2 separate regions of the Anas platyrhynchos genome follow, and region 1 is linked to region 2. The links are chromatin contacts, called in public Hi-C maps. All regions are on one chromosome and are shown on one strand. Each heading gives the region's core, a stretch centred on a gene start, on an enhancer-like site or on the middle of the called end of the contact. The rest is flanking DNA. Distances are from core to core; before and after follow the strand shown.

Evidence for each region. A called contact is a pair of places that touch in the nucleus more often than the background predicts.
Region 1: a contact with region 2 is called in a Hi-C map of subcutaneous adipose tissue, with 4 times the contacts expected there. The contact joins two enhancer-like sites. A contact is called at or near these places in 6 of 8 Hi-C or Micro-C datasets (F1 follicle, F5 follicle, liver and 2 more).

Annotation. Positions count from the first base shown.
Region 1 is chr1:26,741,998-26,745,814 of IASCAAS_PekinDuck_T2T, reverse strand. It overlaps TES (testin LIM domain protein), which reads left to right. Exons shown (of 7, transcript XM_027457623.3): 5 at 1,192-1,407; 6 at 1,960-2,118; 7 at 3,324-3,817. The coding sequence ends at 3,515. Among named protein-coding and RNA genes, the nearest start is that of TES, 25 kb to the left of the region's middle. Within about 2 kb of position 1,699, at least 2 of the 8 cell types and tissues checked have an H3K27ac peak or open chromatin away from gene starts, as enhancers often do. A contact at or near this core is called in subcutaneous adipose tissue, where this site is marked.
Region 2 is chr1:26,468,429-26,472,345 of IASCAAS_PekinDuck_T2T, reverse strand. No RefSeq gene overlaps it. Among named protein-coding and RNA genes, the nearest start is that of CAPZA2, 16 kb to the right of the region's middle. Within about 2 kb of position 2,100, at least 2 of the 8 cell types and tissues checked have an H3K27ac peak or open chromatin away from gene starts, as enhancers often do. A contact at or near this core is called in subcutaneous adipose tissue, where this site is marked.

The DNA of each region.
Region 1 (3,817 bases), core at 450-2,949, 270 kb before region 2:
TCCAACCTGAACCTCCCCTAGTGTAACTTAGGCCATTTCCTATTGTTTTATCACTTAATGCTTGGGAGAAGAAACCGATTCTCCACCTCGCTGTAGCCTCCTTTATGGTAATTGTAGAGAGCAATAAGGTCTCCCCTGAGCATCCTCTTCTCCAGACTAAATAACCCCAGCTCCCTCATCTATTTCTCATGAGACTTGATCTCTAGACGCTTCACCAGCTTCATTGCCCTTCTTTGGACATGCTCAAGCACCTCAGTGTCCTTATAGCGAGGGGCCCAACACTGAGCACAGTACTTGAGGTGCAGGTTCACCAGAGCTGAGCCTAGAGGGACAATCACCTGTTGGCCACACAGTTCCTGATACAAGGCAAGATGCTGTTGGCCACCTGAGCACACTGCTGGCCCATATTCAGCTGGCTATCGACCAAATCCAGGTCCCTTTCCACTGGGCAGCTTTCCAGCCACTGTTCCCCCATGCTGTAGTGCTGCATGGGGTTGTGCAAGTGCAGGACCAGGCACTTAGCCTTGCTGAACCTCATACAGTTTGCCTTAGCCCCTCAATCCAGCCTATCCAGATCCTCCTGCAGAGCCCTCTTACCCTGAACAGATCAACAGTCATGCCGAAGTTGGTGTTTGCAAGCTTACTGAGGGTGCACTCGATCCCCTCATCCAGATCATTTATAAAGATATTAAAGAGAACTGGCTCCAGTACTGATCCCTGCAGGACACCACTTGTGATCTTTCCTCACCAGTGCTGCAGATACGGCTTGATTACTTTTTGCTTATGACCTCTAAGTACATGGCTGTAGTTTTTGCTATGTATACTAGTCTAGGTCTCCTTGGTTACCTTTCATGGAGGCTCCTTCCCCTTATGGTCTCTGAGTGTCACATGCTCAAAAATCCAACAGGCAATTAAAATTTATAAATGTTCAGAGTAGTCACAAGAATGTGAATATTGCAAAATGTAATAATCCATCTAAGTAACACTAGTGCTGTCAGTATAATATGCATCATCGTGATGTGACAATTGCTGTGCTATGACATATGTCACATCACTATCCGATTGTGGAAGTAAATCAATACTGTAGGTTCAATATGGACAAGTGGGATTGATTAAATGTTTAGGTAATGTGGAATTTCCATAAACATAACTCTTCAAATAGTTATTTAATTTTTAATAACCTCTTTCCAGTCCTGCTATCGCTGCAAACTGAGCATGAAAGAAGGTGACCCAGCTGTCTACGCGGAACGTGCAGGATATGACAAATTATGGCACCCAGCTTGTTTTGTCTGTTGCACCTGCAGTGAACTTCTAGTAGACATGATCTATTTCTGGAAGAATGGCAATCTGTACTGTGGAAGACATTATTGTGACAGTGAAAAACCCCGCTGTGCTGGATGTGATGAGGTAGGACATATCCCAGCCCTTTGTTGCAGCGCACCAGTTTGTGGTCCTGAAAAGCTAATCAAACTTTACTAAAATATTTCAGCACAGGGGTATGGCATCCTCTTATCAGTTTTAGCTGATCGTAATTGCAAGGAACTGTAACTGATATGGACACTGCTTCCAAGAGTTTCCATAGTTTGTTTTGGCTTTGGAGGGGGGGTTTGCATAGGGTATGGGTATACTACATACATGAGAGTGAGTCTTTATCAAGTCCCAGTTACACAGTTGTTTGCTCAGGAAGCGCACTAGGGGGAGCACCTCACTAAATTACACCTTAAGCAATGCACAGAGAACAGCCTTCCTGATGTCTTTGATATCTACTAGCTTTTAATAAATGAAACAGAGGCTTTGGAAAACAGTCAAACAAGTGCATACTTTCACTTTTGTTGAAGTCATTTGAAATGGGAGAACAGCCATCAGTTCCTTGCAAATTACAGAACATCCTGAGGGTAGCTTTAATATAAGTATTTGAATAGCATTTCCTTTATTAACATTTGTGTATTTTCCTCATAGCTGATATTCAGCAATGAATATACTCAAGCGGAAGGTCAAAATTGGCATCTGAAACACTTCTGCTGTTTTGACTGTGACTGCGTTTTGGCTGGAGAAATCTATGTAATGGTGAATGACAAGCCAGTCTGTAAACCATGCTACGTGAAGAACCATGCTGCGGTAAGATCCTTGCAGACACAACACAGTGCTGTGAAGGAAGGGAACTTGAAGAGCTTGAAACTCTTACCTTCTTCCCAGAGTGGGAGTGTTTGAAATGTATAAATTCAATATAAGTTTAGGTCCAAAATGGTCATCTCTTTTTCCCTTTGAAAGAAACAGACAGGTACTCTGTGAATGCATAAACTTGACTTAGAGCTACTTTAGGAGTGGGGGAGTGGTTCAGAAAGTATCTTTAATTTTACCAGTGTTGAAGCAGGATTGTGTAACAGGAGAAGTAAAATATGTGAAGATGAGTAATGCTGTGAAATGTCTAGTTCATGTCAATCATAGTTCATTGTGACCAGCAGGTCATGACTTCATCTGGTTTGCTGAAAGCCTGTTATGGCAACTGCAATCTAAGTACTTTGTTTCTCTGTGTATTTGTAAGGCCATGAGTGACACAGGAGACTGACTCACTGCATTAAGGCAAAAAATCGCAGAAGGTTGCTAGTTCTCGGTTCTTGGTTATGAGCTCTAATCTGAGGTGAGGTCCATCCATCTCTACCAGTTAACTAGCTATTAGTTGGGATTTAAGTCTAATCTTCATCTAGGCTGTTTGAGTAGTTAACAGAGAAGAAAACTGTTGTCTCCAGCTGGTGGCTGATACCTTTTTCTATGCTAGGTGTAAGGAATTGTCTTCCGGAGAGGCTTTTCTCTCTTAAAACACTATTACCCTGACATCTAGAAAAAGGTCTTTGGCAACCAGAGCTCAAGATGAATTCCACCCAAGACTTTCTAATATCCGTTAATTCTTTGGCACGCCTTTATAGCTGCCAATGCACAGGAACATATTTTGTAACTTCAAATGCATGGGTTAATATATGAAGATCTGTGTTCGGCGTGACAAGCTGTTATCCTGCTTTGGGCATTGGGAAACTGTAACCACCATAACTGTCTTAAGCTTAGTCCCAGCAGCAGCTGACTTCTTATGTACATCTTTATTCTGTTTTGTTTTTTTTTTTTCTCAACTGCATTTTGGTCAGAAACTGTGGTTTAAAAATAAAGGAAAAATCAAAAGCTGAAGTCTTACTTCAAAGGCTTCTTTTGACACCTGTCTGTATTCTTTGAAAACATCTAAGAATTCCATCTTTTGTTGGAGTTTAGAGAGGTTGTGCATGCTTCATTTAAGTGATTTTTTTTGTTTGTTTGACTTTTTCTCTAAACAGATCTGCCAAGGCTGTCATAATGCTATAGATCCCGAAGTTCAACGTGTGACATACAACAACTTCAATTGGCATGCCACGGAGGAATGTTTCTTATGTTCCTGTTGTAGCAAGTGTTTAATTGGCCAGAAGTTTATGCCAGTGGAAGGGATGGTCTTTTGCTCAGTGGAATGTAAGAAAAAGATGATGTCATAAGAGAAGACACGCACAAAACTAAGCATTGCTGTGTTCCAAAGGCTCTTGCATTTCTACTGTAAAAATACATAGTACCTGGGCATTTAAAGATACTGAAAGTACTAAATAGCATTTTCCCAAAGATTTTTTTTAGTGACTAAAACTTGCTGTGTAATTTTCATTTCTTAGCTATAATACTTTCTTCTTTGGGATTTTGTTCCCAAGTCTTATGTCAAATGTCTTCATATATCAGAAATGTAGGGAAAAGTGTGTTATGAACTCTATAAACTTTAAGGGAGCTGTTCACCATGAAGGATCTTTTT
Region 2 (3,917 bases), core at 851-3,350:
CAGTTTACAATAATTTATATTTCAAGACAAGGGAAAACTGATAAGAGGCTGTTTAAAGAGGCAAATCCATCCTACCACTGTGATCAGCTGGGATAACATCAGTACATTGTCCAACATGAAGGTATTATCCAGTAACAAGGACAATGGCGTACAGCTCAAAAATCAATCACTCTGAAAAGGGCTGGTTAAGGAAATAAACACCAATATTACCCATGATTATGAAACACTATACAACTGGGAGAAGTCCCTAATATAAATGTCATCATAAAGGCCTCCTTGTTTCCTTTTTTGATGCTTCTAATCAAGTATTCCTTTGCTTAAACAGCTAATCATAATTTTCTCCTGCTACAATAAAGAACCGAGGAGGAAAGCTGACCAGAAAATGAGCAAAAAGAATCAGTTTTGGAGATACAAGCTTTCCTTTGTAAGGAAATTATAATTTATACTAAGTATAATAAATAATACTACCAAGCCTGGAGAGAGATTTCTCTTCATTTCTCTTCATTAATACATTTCAAAGGACTCCAACAGACATATAAGGCTAGAGAAAATGTCAGGAAATCATTAGGTCCATCCCACACCACCAAGACATGATGAACACACCTAACCTGCCTTGCCAAATGTTTGTCTAGCAAGTTTTCTTTAAATAAAAAAAATAAAAACTGCCCAAGCTACAAGGACTTCAAGGCTTCATTATGTGTTTGTTATTGCTAAAGTCCTCCTGGACTTTTCCAGATCTTCCTTGGTGCCAAGTAAGACCCACGCCCCTTTTGTTTGCCCCAACTCCGTCTGGGTAGCGAACAAATAACTGTCATTTTACTTACAGAAAACTTTTAACTGAAAATGTCCCATCTTAGTCTTCTCTAAGCTAGAAGATTTTCTTTGACTTTTACTCATATGTTGTATTTTCTAAACATGTTAACTTTCTTCTTGTTAGATCTTCCCAGTTTGTCCACATTTCTTAGGAGTGGTGCCAGGGACGAACTCGGTACTCTCAAAACTTCTCACTGCTTTATAGAGTGATTAGGTTGACCACTCTGCTGCTCATGGCTGAAGGAAGCCATCAGTGAGATAATCCAAGTTGTCTGGACAATCAAGGCACTACAGCACTTGGCTTGCTTGGAGGTTTTGTCCACAAACACATGCAGATTGAGAAATATGGCAATAGGTGTTAACCAGGCAAATAATTAACTTGTTTGAGGATCTTTCTGGTTATACAAGTCAGATGGGACAGTAATCTTCTGAGTCCTTTATTTTTCAAAGTATATATCTTATGTTTGTCTCGGAACAGTGTCCCTTCCCCAAGTAATTCCTTTGTGCTTACCTTAGTTGAACTGTGGCAGACAGGAAAGCTGCCTCACCAGGAGGACACCTTTCTTCAAAGAGAGTGATGGCAAAGCCAGGGGCAGGAGCTCACGTAGCTGCAGCCCCAGTCCTTCAGCCCATTAGCCTGCTTTATCCAAACGAACTCACTAAGAGGAATTATAACTCTCCATATTTTTGAGTGCATGCATATTCTGTTGTTTCACACATGCTGTGTCTCTCTTTTAATTATATTTGAATAACTTGTGTAATTCAACCAGCCAGTTTCAGGGAACTAGAGATCTCTGGCTTGTAAAAAGAGGGCTGTAAATCAAAGAATTTCTTGAGCACTCATTTGTGAGACGTGTCAGACAGAGCCCAGGCCAAGGGCAGGGAGCACCGGAAAGCTAGGAATACAAAGGAGATGCTGTCTGCGGTGTAGCAGGAAGTTATATTTAGAAAGGTGGAAACATCAGCCTTTGGTAGGAGGTGTGCTGAGGCTCAGTGCTTGCAATATTACTTACACACTACGTCCAGTCTCCCTCATGTCACACCTGACATGGGAAGATGTCCCTTGGCCCCAGAAGAAGACCTTTTCAAACAAGTGCTCCCTGAGGCCACTCACGCTGCTGGAGAGCTCAGCTGTGACAGGACCCAGTGGGTGAGGGATGCAGAAGCATCCCCCCAGAATGGTGAAATATTTCTTCTGTAGTGCTTGCAGACTGATAAGGAGCCATACTGCAGTGAATACTCATGCATGCACTCATTGAACATCAGCTCCCTCTACTGTAAATACACTGCTACAAGCTGCTGTACCACCCCGCCACCTCCCCAAACAGCCAATTTTGGCAACTGCTCATTGCAACCCTACTCTGGAGCACTGTGACTAAGGGCATGGAAAAAATGCTTCCTGCAGAACAGGCAGGCAGAAAGACAGCATGGATTTTTCTTTTCAGTTCTTGTGGTTGTAATAATTGGGTTTTCAATCTTTCAGTATGCTGCAAATATCCATCTCTAGTTTGTCTCAAAACCAGAATAAATTTCATGATCTTTATCTAATATTTTGCAAACAAATGTAGATTACAGTCTACAGAACGGTCTGCTGCAATAGCTGCAGTCTTGCCTCTAACAGCCACAAGAGTCATCTGTTACAAAAAAATGTAATAGTTGGATCCTAAACTCTGCTGATCATTATCTGACTTATGATGTTTTGTCTTCCTGAAAAGGTTAAAAATGTGACAAGTCTCAATAGCTGATGGCCATACCCATCTATACCAAGGGCTATTCTTGGCTCCAGCAGAAATTAGAGACATTTGCAGCTCAGCTCAGTAACACAGTCCCGTTAACTGGTCTGATTTACTCAAAAGTATGACTCAAAAGGACCGAAATTGTTGTTCAGTCCAGACTGAATTCAATTAATAGTTTGAGCCCAGAAGTATGAAAGGTTGGATTTTTTTCAGAGAAAGTGAAATATTTTTTGTTTTGAAATTGACCTTATATTTTAATGTTAGACTAAACAAAAGTTTAATTTCGGATTAAACCAGTGCTTGTGGTTTTACTTGGCATGAGATCCAATTAAATGATCAAAGTCTCAAAAGTCGGCCAAGAGATCAAGGAAGATGAGGAGAGCAGAGAGGCCCTGAGACTTCCCTGAGAATGGATAGCCAGAGCCTCTAGTGAAATTTTAATGTAATGGAAAACACAGACACTAGATCAGAAAGAATCCAGACAACTGGAGAAGTGATCAATAGCCTATCCATGAAAACAGCCCGTTTATTGATTGTTATAAAAAAAGGAGCAGGAAGAAGATATTAAAGTAATATGACAGGAGATGGAGAGCTGAGTGTTGAGACTCTAATTTGTTTGACTGTTGAAGAACAGAGGCAAGGAAGAAGATGAAAGAGCGAGAAGGGATGAAAATATGATCAAGACAGGTCAGCTCACAGACAAGGAGGCATCAAGGGGATGGCTGAAAGCACTGGCAGTAGGGGCAGCAAATATCTCAAAGTATGGATCGTGAGAGATGGCCGGACAACAGGGAAGGGAAAGGGGAAGGAGAAGGGAGGCCAGGACAGCAGCTTGGCAGCGCAACTCACATGCGTGACTGATAGAGACTGGAGAATGCCTCAGCCTCTTGCGGGATCCTGTACCCTGTTGTACGGAGGGTCACAATCTCATCCTTAGCCATGGGCCCTCTAGAGTCCCTGAAGGCAGATAACGAGAGAAAAGAGATGAAAAGCAGAAAGTGAGTTTGATCAGTTTAGTGTTAACTTTGTGCCATGCCTTTGATAGGAACAGAATAGTCAAAGCAAATAGAGCTGCTTTGAAATAGGAATTGACGGGACAAAATATAGCGAGTAAACGAGAGGAACTTTATCAGAATTACGCCACAACTCATTAATCTGTATCAGAGCAATAATGATACTTTAAAGTTAACACCAGAGTTTCAAAGCAGAAGGTCTTCTGGATCTCTGGCAACTCGCTGCGAACCCTTTGCAGCTAATCAGTATCACTGCTTCAAAAGAAATTAAACTGTCTCCACCCAGCAACTCTACTGGCATTTGATCTACAATTGGCTTGGTTAAAAATTAATTACCCTTACAACATATTGATTA